Linked DNA regions of Gossypium hirsutum: region 2 is linked to region 1. Evidence: chromatin contacts called from public Hi-C data. All regions are on one chromosome and are shown on one strand. Each heading gives the region's core, a stretch centred on a gene start, on an enhancer-like site or on the middle of the called end of the contact. The rest is flanking DNA. Distances are from core to core; before and after follow the strand shown. Region 1 has its middle 7.1 kb from the start of LOC107946454. Region 2 holds the start of LOC107946458 (probable transmembrane ascorbate ferrireductase 4).

Region 1 (3,939 bases), core at 538-3,037:
TTTCCTAAACCGAAAGTGAGTCCCACTATAACTAGCTTCCTTATTATTTTGTCTCTAATTCACATCAACGCAAACTACCAACATTTCTTAAATACGCAATTATGATCTAAAACTATTTTATCATTACAATGCTTCCCCTTGTTTCCTTTTCCTTTCCAATCTGATTTCACCTTTACAATTACACTCTATAATTATTCTTATTAATCTTAAACATTCATCATCTATCATATTAGATCACTCAACATTTTATATAAAATAATAAATCCATTGATATCAATATCATTCTAAACTTGTAGAAATTGCAAGCTAAAATGGACTTCATACGACTCTTATTAGTTACTAGTTTGAGGACAGGGGTAAACTAGAAAATGCATCAAACAACAAATATTTTTAACACTTAATTACACATATGATGCAATCCTTACATTATTTAAAAAGGCCATTTTAGTATAATCCACTCTAAACCTCGAGAAATAAAATTTAATTTTACCAATTAAACCAAAAAATTTTAGGCCTAAAATAGTTATTTTAGCCTTCTATTTAATTTTCGTCTTTTTTAGCCTTTAAATTTGAGTTGTTTGTCAAATCACATTAAAATAGATGGAAAAAATTAGCATATGTTTAACTTTATTAACGTGGCATACATGTGGATTATCATGTGGATGTCACATTAACAATTAATTAATTTTTTTACATATAAAAATTAAAAAAGACATAAAATTTATTTAAAAACTAAAAAGTTATTAAAAGTATATTTAAAAAAAAGTTAATATCCATTCATTTTGAGGCTAAAAAAAGTCAAAAATTAAATAAATAGTTAAAATAATTTTTTTTTATAAAATTGGAGGACCAAATAAATTAGTTTTTGATATTAAAAAAAAAATCTTCTAACTAAGCAAGTCGGCTCCACAATCTCTCTATATGTATATACTGCAGTTGAAAAATTCCAAATTAATCTGAAAAGTAATAACATGATACCTTGCTTTTAATCACATGCAAGCTTTTGTCACAGAGGTCAAATATCGTGATTGTAAAGGCTAAATTAGGGCGGATCCAGTGTAGAGAAACAACCATATCGAGGAATACTTAATTACATGGCCTGCATTTATACTTACACAAAAAAGAAAGGAAAGATGGCTTGTATTAGTATTATATATACATATAATAAATCATAGATATAGAAAAAGTGAATGCATGCAAGGATGCATGCATGAGAGTCCAACAAAGAGCACAAAGACATGACCATGCTTGAACAAAACGCTAGCTATAGAGGCTTGTTAGACCCCCTCACATGTATATTCATCATTGTCATTTGCAATAATTTCGATCAAAAAAAAAAAAACTTGGGTTAATCGCTGCACGCTTAAAAGTTATTCATATGATACATATATAACCTGCCAGACAGAAATAAAAAAAATAAGAAAAAAAAGAAGTGATAACCTTGCTTATCAAGGATTCATGATTGGAGCACTAAAATCATGAACACAGGAGAGACCATTTTTCATTTGGTTTATAATAGTAATGAGAATACAGACATATAATCGCAGAAAATATATAGCATTTAGTAAATTTGATCAGGCTTAAATCAATAATATATAAAATACGAGCCCAGTAGCATCGGAAGTAGATGTGTAGAGAAATACAATTGAAAGTTGAAATTGAGGCCTGGCCTGAACATGTGGAATTTGGGTTATTTAATGTTTTTTGCTGGGCTATGATCTATAATGCTCTATGTAAGTTTTCAGCCTATTTTCTCAAATCCAATTACAAATCCAGACTTGAATATTTTCCAAGTCCAACGGTTGAGTTACAATGTTACTTCCATACCATAGCCTGCCCTTTTTTATTGTAGGCTTATTCATCAAATATCAAATCCATGGCAATCACAAAAACTACTATTGTTTTACTGAAATGATAGAGGATGATACTATCTCAATAAAAGACGTACATAATAATAATAAACTATTATTCTTTTTAAAATTTATATAAAAAAATAAAATTATTCTCAAAATGATATTTATTGTTTATTAAAAGTGAGGATCTTGTGATAAATTCATTCTTTACCACCAATTCGGTACAATATAAATATAATAATAGATAAAATTTAATATATATGTATGTGCCTTCCAAATGTCCAAGTGTCAAATCCATTGCTGCTTAATTGCCTCTTGGTTGAAAAGCCAAGTTTGAAGACCCAAACATAAAGGGACTGAAACCCTCTCTAGGAAACATGTAAGCTTCAAAAGTTTGTTCAACTGACAAGATTACCGTGCAATTAACAGCTTCCTTTAATTGAAAATTTGAAACTTTGTGGCTAGCCTCGTCTAGTTAGGTGATACTTTGAAACTGGAATCCAATTTATGTGAAAGGTATAGCCAATAGCCCCAATCAATCAGAAGTAGTGCTTGTCGAAAGTGTTCCACTTTACCCATCACAACATATCAACAGGGTTTTTATGGTCAAGCAAGGCCCACTGACTTTTATGAGGTAGTACTAGTAGCTAGCAGCTGGAAATGCTTATATGCTAATGGCTGAGGCTGACGGTTGTAAATTGTCCATTAATATTGATTGACCAAGTGATTGCAGTACCAGGCTATAACGTGAAATAAAATTCCTAACCCTTGCTCTCTCCGGAATCTCAACTGAGTTGAGTGCAGAGGGCAATTTTATCCATCCATAGGCATCTTTCCTTTTTCTTTTTTTATCGATCCCAGTTCAGGGTATCTGACAGTTAAAGCGTTCATACACACATATGCATGTCATATTGAGCAGAGCAGTCCATTTAGAATATTGCTACTTATGTCTTGGGAAATTGGAGAAGAATTATATTCCCATTAAAGTTAACAAAAAAAGCCTAGCTAGCATGAATAGCATAGCAGTGTGTCCCAATTTCTTTTGTTTACTAAACGTAGATAATCTGAGAGTACATTGGTCTCAATCAGCTACAAGTTGAAGCCTAACCTCCTCCTTCCTTTCTGAAAGAGAATCTGTATATGTACTTTATCAACAAAGAGTAGTGGAATATTGGGCAATTAGCACTTTGAATTCATAATTCTAAATGCGTAGTTTTGATGATCTATTTGGTCCATCTGGATTTTCAGATATATACAATAAATTAGGTGCTTCCCGTGTGGCAGGAAAAAAAGAAAAACAAGTACATCGGCAGGCGACACGCTAGACGCAGGAAGATGAGGTCCTCGTAAAGGACTTGATGACTGGTCATCTATCCAAGGATTTGCCTTGATTGGCAAACTTTGAAGCAAACAAAAGGCAAAATCTGACTGATATATATGTATATATCTATATATGTATATTTTTTGGTCATCCAATAAGCCAAACAAAATGGTTGGGTTGGCTTATCATTGGTAGAGGTGCGCGTACAAACCTACAAGCAAGTGTTAAGATGTAAAGGCAACTAGACATCCTATGATGGGGAAATACGACAAGCCCAAACTGATGAGTTATTGCAATCATGGAAAAAGGCCAGGCAGTAATATTTTGAGAAGATATTTTCATCTGCTGTTCAGTCTTATTCAATTGCATCACCTTCACATCCCACAATATTAATCCAGGGCCACTCCCCTGGCATTGTGGGGTAAGAAGAGAGAAACCAGGCTCAATAAAACTAAAACAAAAGACATGATAAAAGGCATCATCCAATTCACACACACATGTATATATAGATAGATAGAGCTATGTTACTTATCAGTTAATTAGTCGAAATTTTAAATTGGAGTAATTAATTACCCATCAACTGGGTTGGTTTTCTCTATTCTTCTTTGCTTGTTAATTCATTCATCATTTGCATTTTATGGGGCATCACTATGTTTAGCTTTTGGGAAACAATTTTGTGTGACAGTAGGCAATATGGTAATGACCCGCCCAAAAAGCTAAAGTAATCTTTTAAATTCAATCTAAGCAATGAAAACTACTACTATA
Region 2 (3,939 bases), core at 370-2,869, 86 kb after region 1:
TTCTCTAACAGCCCCGTTTCCGCTGTTGCCACTGCTAAGCCATAAGTGTAGAGACCAAGGAAGATATGCCACGGCAACACCTTTGCTCTTGTCGTCCGCACTTCACCTCGGTGCCAAAAGCTTAGAAAGCCCACCAACCACTGCATTCAAATACACAACCACACCATATAAAAAATTATATTTTCATGTAAACGAAAACTCCTAATCTCCTTGTCATTAGACTGAATTAACCAGCAAACCGAATATGTTGTCTTGCTCTGAATGTAATGAATATTTTGAGCATATGAGAGTATGACAATTGATCAGTCTTTTCTTTGAAAATTTTCGTGCTTAGGCAATAGTTAAATAAGTCCATTAAGGATGGCTCCAGGCCGTGCTTATGAGTTATGCCGTGTAAGGCTGGAATACATCATCTCAGCATAAATAATTGAAAAAGGCTAAAATACGTTTTTGAAACTTGCTAAGGGAGTCGTATAAATGGGGCCACAACCTCAAAAGAAAGCAACACAATATTAATGGGTGAATTGCAATAATTGCAGCTTTCAGCATTCCGTTATTTTTTAATATTACCCAGTGGATAAAAAAGAAAAAAGAAATGTGAATTGTGAATTGTGATTACAACTCAGTTTCCGGTAAGTTTAATTAACTTGCCCCTGGAATGTATTTATCAGTAAAGAAAAGTTAAGGGACCATTTTTGAAGAAAGAAATAGGAACAAAAAATTATTGAGGTGCTTGAAGAATAGAACCTGAGCTCCAAACAAGCTGACACAGATCAAACCCATCCAAGAATGCAGGCTGAAAAAATTAGCCACAATTCCATCTTGTCCATGGAACTTTGTCCAAACCCCAAAAACCCCACAACCTAAAGCCACCCCTTGAAGGCACAAATGCACAGATTTCTTCAAATTCCTTGAACCAGGCAACCATCTGTGTATCAATATAGCTGAAAAGAAAGAAGAACCTCTAATTGTTTGAAAAAAATAATAATCTATTTTCACTTCATTTTCTGATTTACCTTCCCCGCTTATGAGAATGAAGCCAATCACCATGAGCAAAGGATGGAGGACCTGTAAGCAACACAGATAACTTTCAAAGGCTGCAAAAGGAAATGTGAAGTAATTAAGTAGAGAATGGAGTGATAAATAAATACTCACTGCAAAGATGAGGTCTTCTTGGGAGGGTAAAGAAGAGTGAGGAAGGAAGCTAGACTTGAAAAGAAGAGCCCACGAGAGGACCAAAGCTGCCACTAGGATCCCTGATATTCTAGCAAATAAGAGAGGTGGAACCAAAGGTGGAGAAACTGCAGCCATGGGCTTGTTTAGAAACATGCAACTTCAGTTTGAGTAGAGCTGAGCTGATGAGTGAAGTGGCGAGAGGATAGCTACCGACACACACTCTCAGATCTAGCAGGCTGCAAAGAGTAAAGGACCAAAGACATGACACCTTTAACAATACTTTATATGGAAAGTTTTTATATTTTATTTACCGCCTTTGATAAGATCCCCTGTAATCCTCCTATGATAAACCAGTACAATGAAATTTATAAATGGATCAAACGATCAAAAAGGGAAAATGGACTATGAGCTGATAGTGGGGCAATGGCATTGCTACTGCATTATGACTGGAGCCCTGAACTACTATATCTATAATAACATCTTCATTATTGTTGGGCTCCTTTTTTGGACAGTTGCTGGGCTTCTTGATCTTGCATTCAAAATCCAATCCATATACATTTGACCTTCCTTACAAATTTAGGATCACTCCACTTCATTCAAGTTCAACTGTCAGAGAAGGATGGCTTAAAAGCCAGTTGAGCTCAAGTAGATGGCTCAGCAACTGCCTTCCCCAACAATAGTTTGTCTTTGTTAATACTGTTTGATGTTGTTACGTAAACTGTTAGTTTTTGTAATCTTGTATATATAATTTTTTTTTTTGTTACTCATAAAATTTCGTCTGGTTTGATACTGATGTTGACAAAGTGTGATTTGTTAATTTTAGATATTTAATATTACTGTCTAAAACTGTGGTCGAAAGTTAAAATATTTATTTTAGATATAATTTTGGTAATTAAAAAATCCATATGACAATTTCTATTAACTCGATAATACCAGTTACTATTAAATTAATTAACTAAAATGATATTTAAGTAATTCAATAACAACTGCTAATAATAACAAATACTATTAAATTATCCCCATGCATCAAACCAATTTAAACTATGCATAACTCATCACATATTCATTCTTAAACATCTTAAAGTATTATGCTAAATCATGGCTTGCTTAAAGATAATTAAAAACACAAAAATAGCACAGAGAAGGGACAATTTGTATTTTCACACCCCAAACTACAAAAGCTAAAACTCACAACACCACCTACCCAACTTTTCAGTTTGGCTCAAAAAAGTACTTTTAGTTCTAAAAGCATGTTGTTTGGGATTGCTTCTCAGGTGTAAAAGCGCTTCTCGCACCCTACATGCATTGTAATATCAACTGTTGTTTGATGTTATGGTTCTAAAATAAAATTAAAAGAAAAAAAAATCAAAAATAAGAGAATAATGTGCCAAGAATTATCTATAATCTCTTTATAACTTTGAAATAAGAGGATAATATGTTTCAATACACTCTTAACTCACGTCCTCTTGCACTAGTAACAATGCCGACATTAACTAAACTAAAACTCAATCGACTTTTTAATACGTCAATAATAATAAACTAATACTTCTAAGTGCATTTTTTTAATTTTATTTTCATCTATTTATAATATTTCGTTAACTATCTCAATAAGAAAAATATTGTATGAGCGTAGACCAGATGGTACTTCTCATTCAACCATGCAAGGTCCGGAAGTAGAGTTTCCTTGTGACATAATCACTTACCAATTATTATAAATTTCAAAATAGCCCATAAAAGAAATGACACGGCAATTAATGATAAACTAAAAAAGCCAATTTAATGGTCAAAGATGATTTCATCAGCGGTTGACAAAAAGTATGTCGATGGCGAACCGAAAGCTAGTCTAGCAATAGGCTCAGAAGCAGTCACTTCATAATCTTTTTATTCATAGTGATCTGCTGATATATGCTTTGATTTTTATCCCCTTTTTTACAAGCAATTCACAGCTGCAACCTCAGGGTCAGGGCTCAGAAAAGTGACAGGAAAAATAGATATATATGGTCTAATTCATAGACACGGCCTGGACTGGATTGACTATTTTGTTGAAACCTAATCTGCATTGATGTGAATTGGTGGGGGCAGGGACGGCATCTTCGAAACACTCAATATTTAGCATTTAGATATTCTATTTTGTTGTTTATCTAAATGGGATTTACAAATGGAGCACCCTGGTTGACACCCAAACGTCGAAACTTCAAGAATATAATATATATAATTAGTATAATTAATTATGCCTAGTTTAAGCTGCCTTGCCAACTTACTTTATTTTGATTTTATTTGCAACCAGTTTCCAAATTGTGGTTTATATTCTATCCAAAAAAAGAAGAAGCTGTGGCTTATATCAGTTGCAATGGTTGGCTACTGGCTTATGCATGCAAGCTTAAGATAATGCATAAGCATGAGAAAGGATATATATATATCACTTAGATTTAATTTGTGCTGTATATAAACTTGTCCCTTGAACTTTCCTCCAAGCTAAGATGCCTATGAAATGGCAAAAACGTCGATGATTTCTAAAATCTGGACAACATTTTGTGGCATTTTCGTTTATCCATCCAATCTGGGAGGCATCGAGAATATTATTCATTAACGAAACCTAGTGCCATGCGACCTCAAAACTCCAAAGAATCTACGATAGCTATCTATTAAAATAAACATATACATCTCTCATTATTTACACAAACTAACGAAAACCATGGAAGGCACTGGATCTTACGATGATAATCCGGTATGATCTTGTTGTCATCGATCTTACCTTACCTT

Evidence for each region. Hi-C and Micro-C count contacts between places; a contact is called where the count stands out from the background.
Region 2: a contact with region 1 is called in a Hi-C map of leaf, with 2.1 times the contacts expected there. The contact joins the promoter of LOC107946458 here to the enhancer-like site in region 1. A contact is called at or near these places in 2 of 34 Hi-C or Micro-C datasets (both in leaf).

Annotation. Positions count from the first base shown.
Region 1 is chrD12:51,656,329-51,660,267 of Gossypium_hirsutum_v2.1, forward strand. No RefSeq gene overlaps it. Among protein-coding and RNA genes, the nearest start is that of LOC107946454, 7.1 kb to the left of the region's middle. Within about 2 kb of position 1,788, at least 5 of the 9 cell types and tissues checked have an H3K27ac peak or open chromatin away from gene starts, as enhancers often do. A contact at or near this core is called in leaf, where this site is marked.
Region 2 is chrD12:51,742,281-51,746,219 of Gossypium_hirsutum_v2.1, forward strand. It overlaps LOC107946458 (probable transmembrane ascorbate ferrireductase 4), which reads right to left and starts at 1,620. Exons shown (of 4, transcript XM_016880793.2): 1 at 1,156-1,620; 2 at 1,017-1,068; 3 at 748-944; 4 at 1-140. The coding sequence starts at 1,329.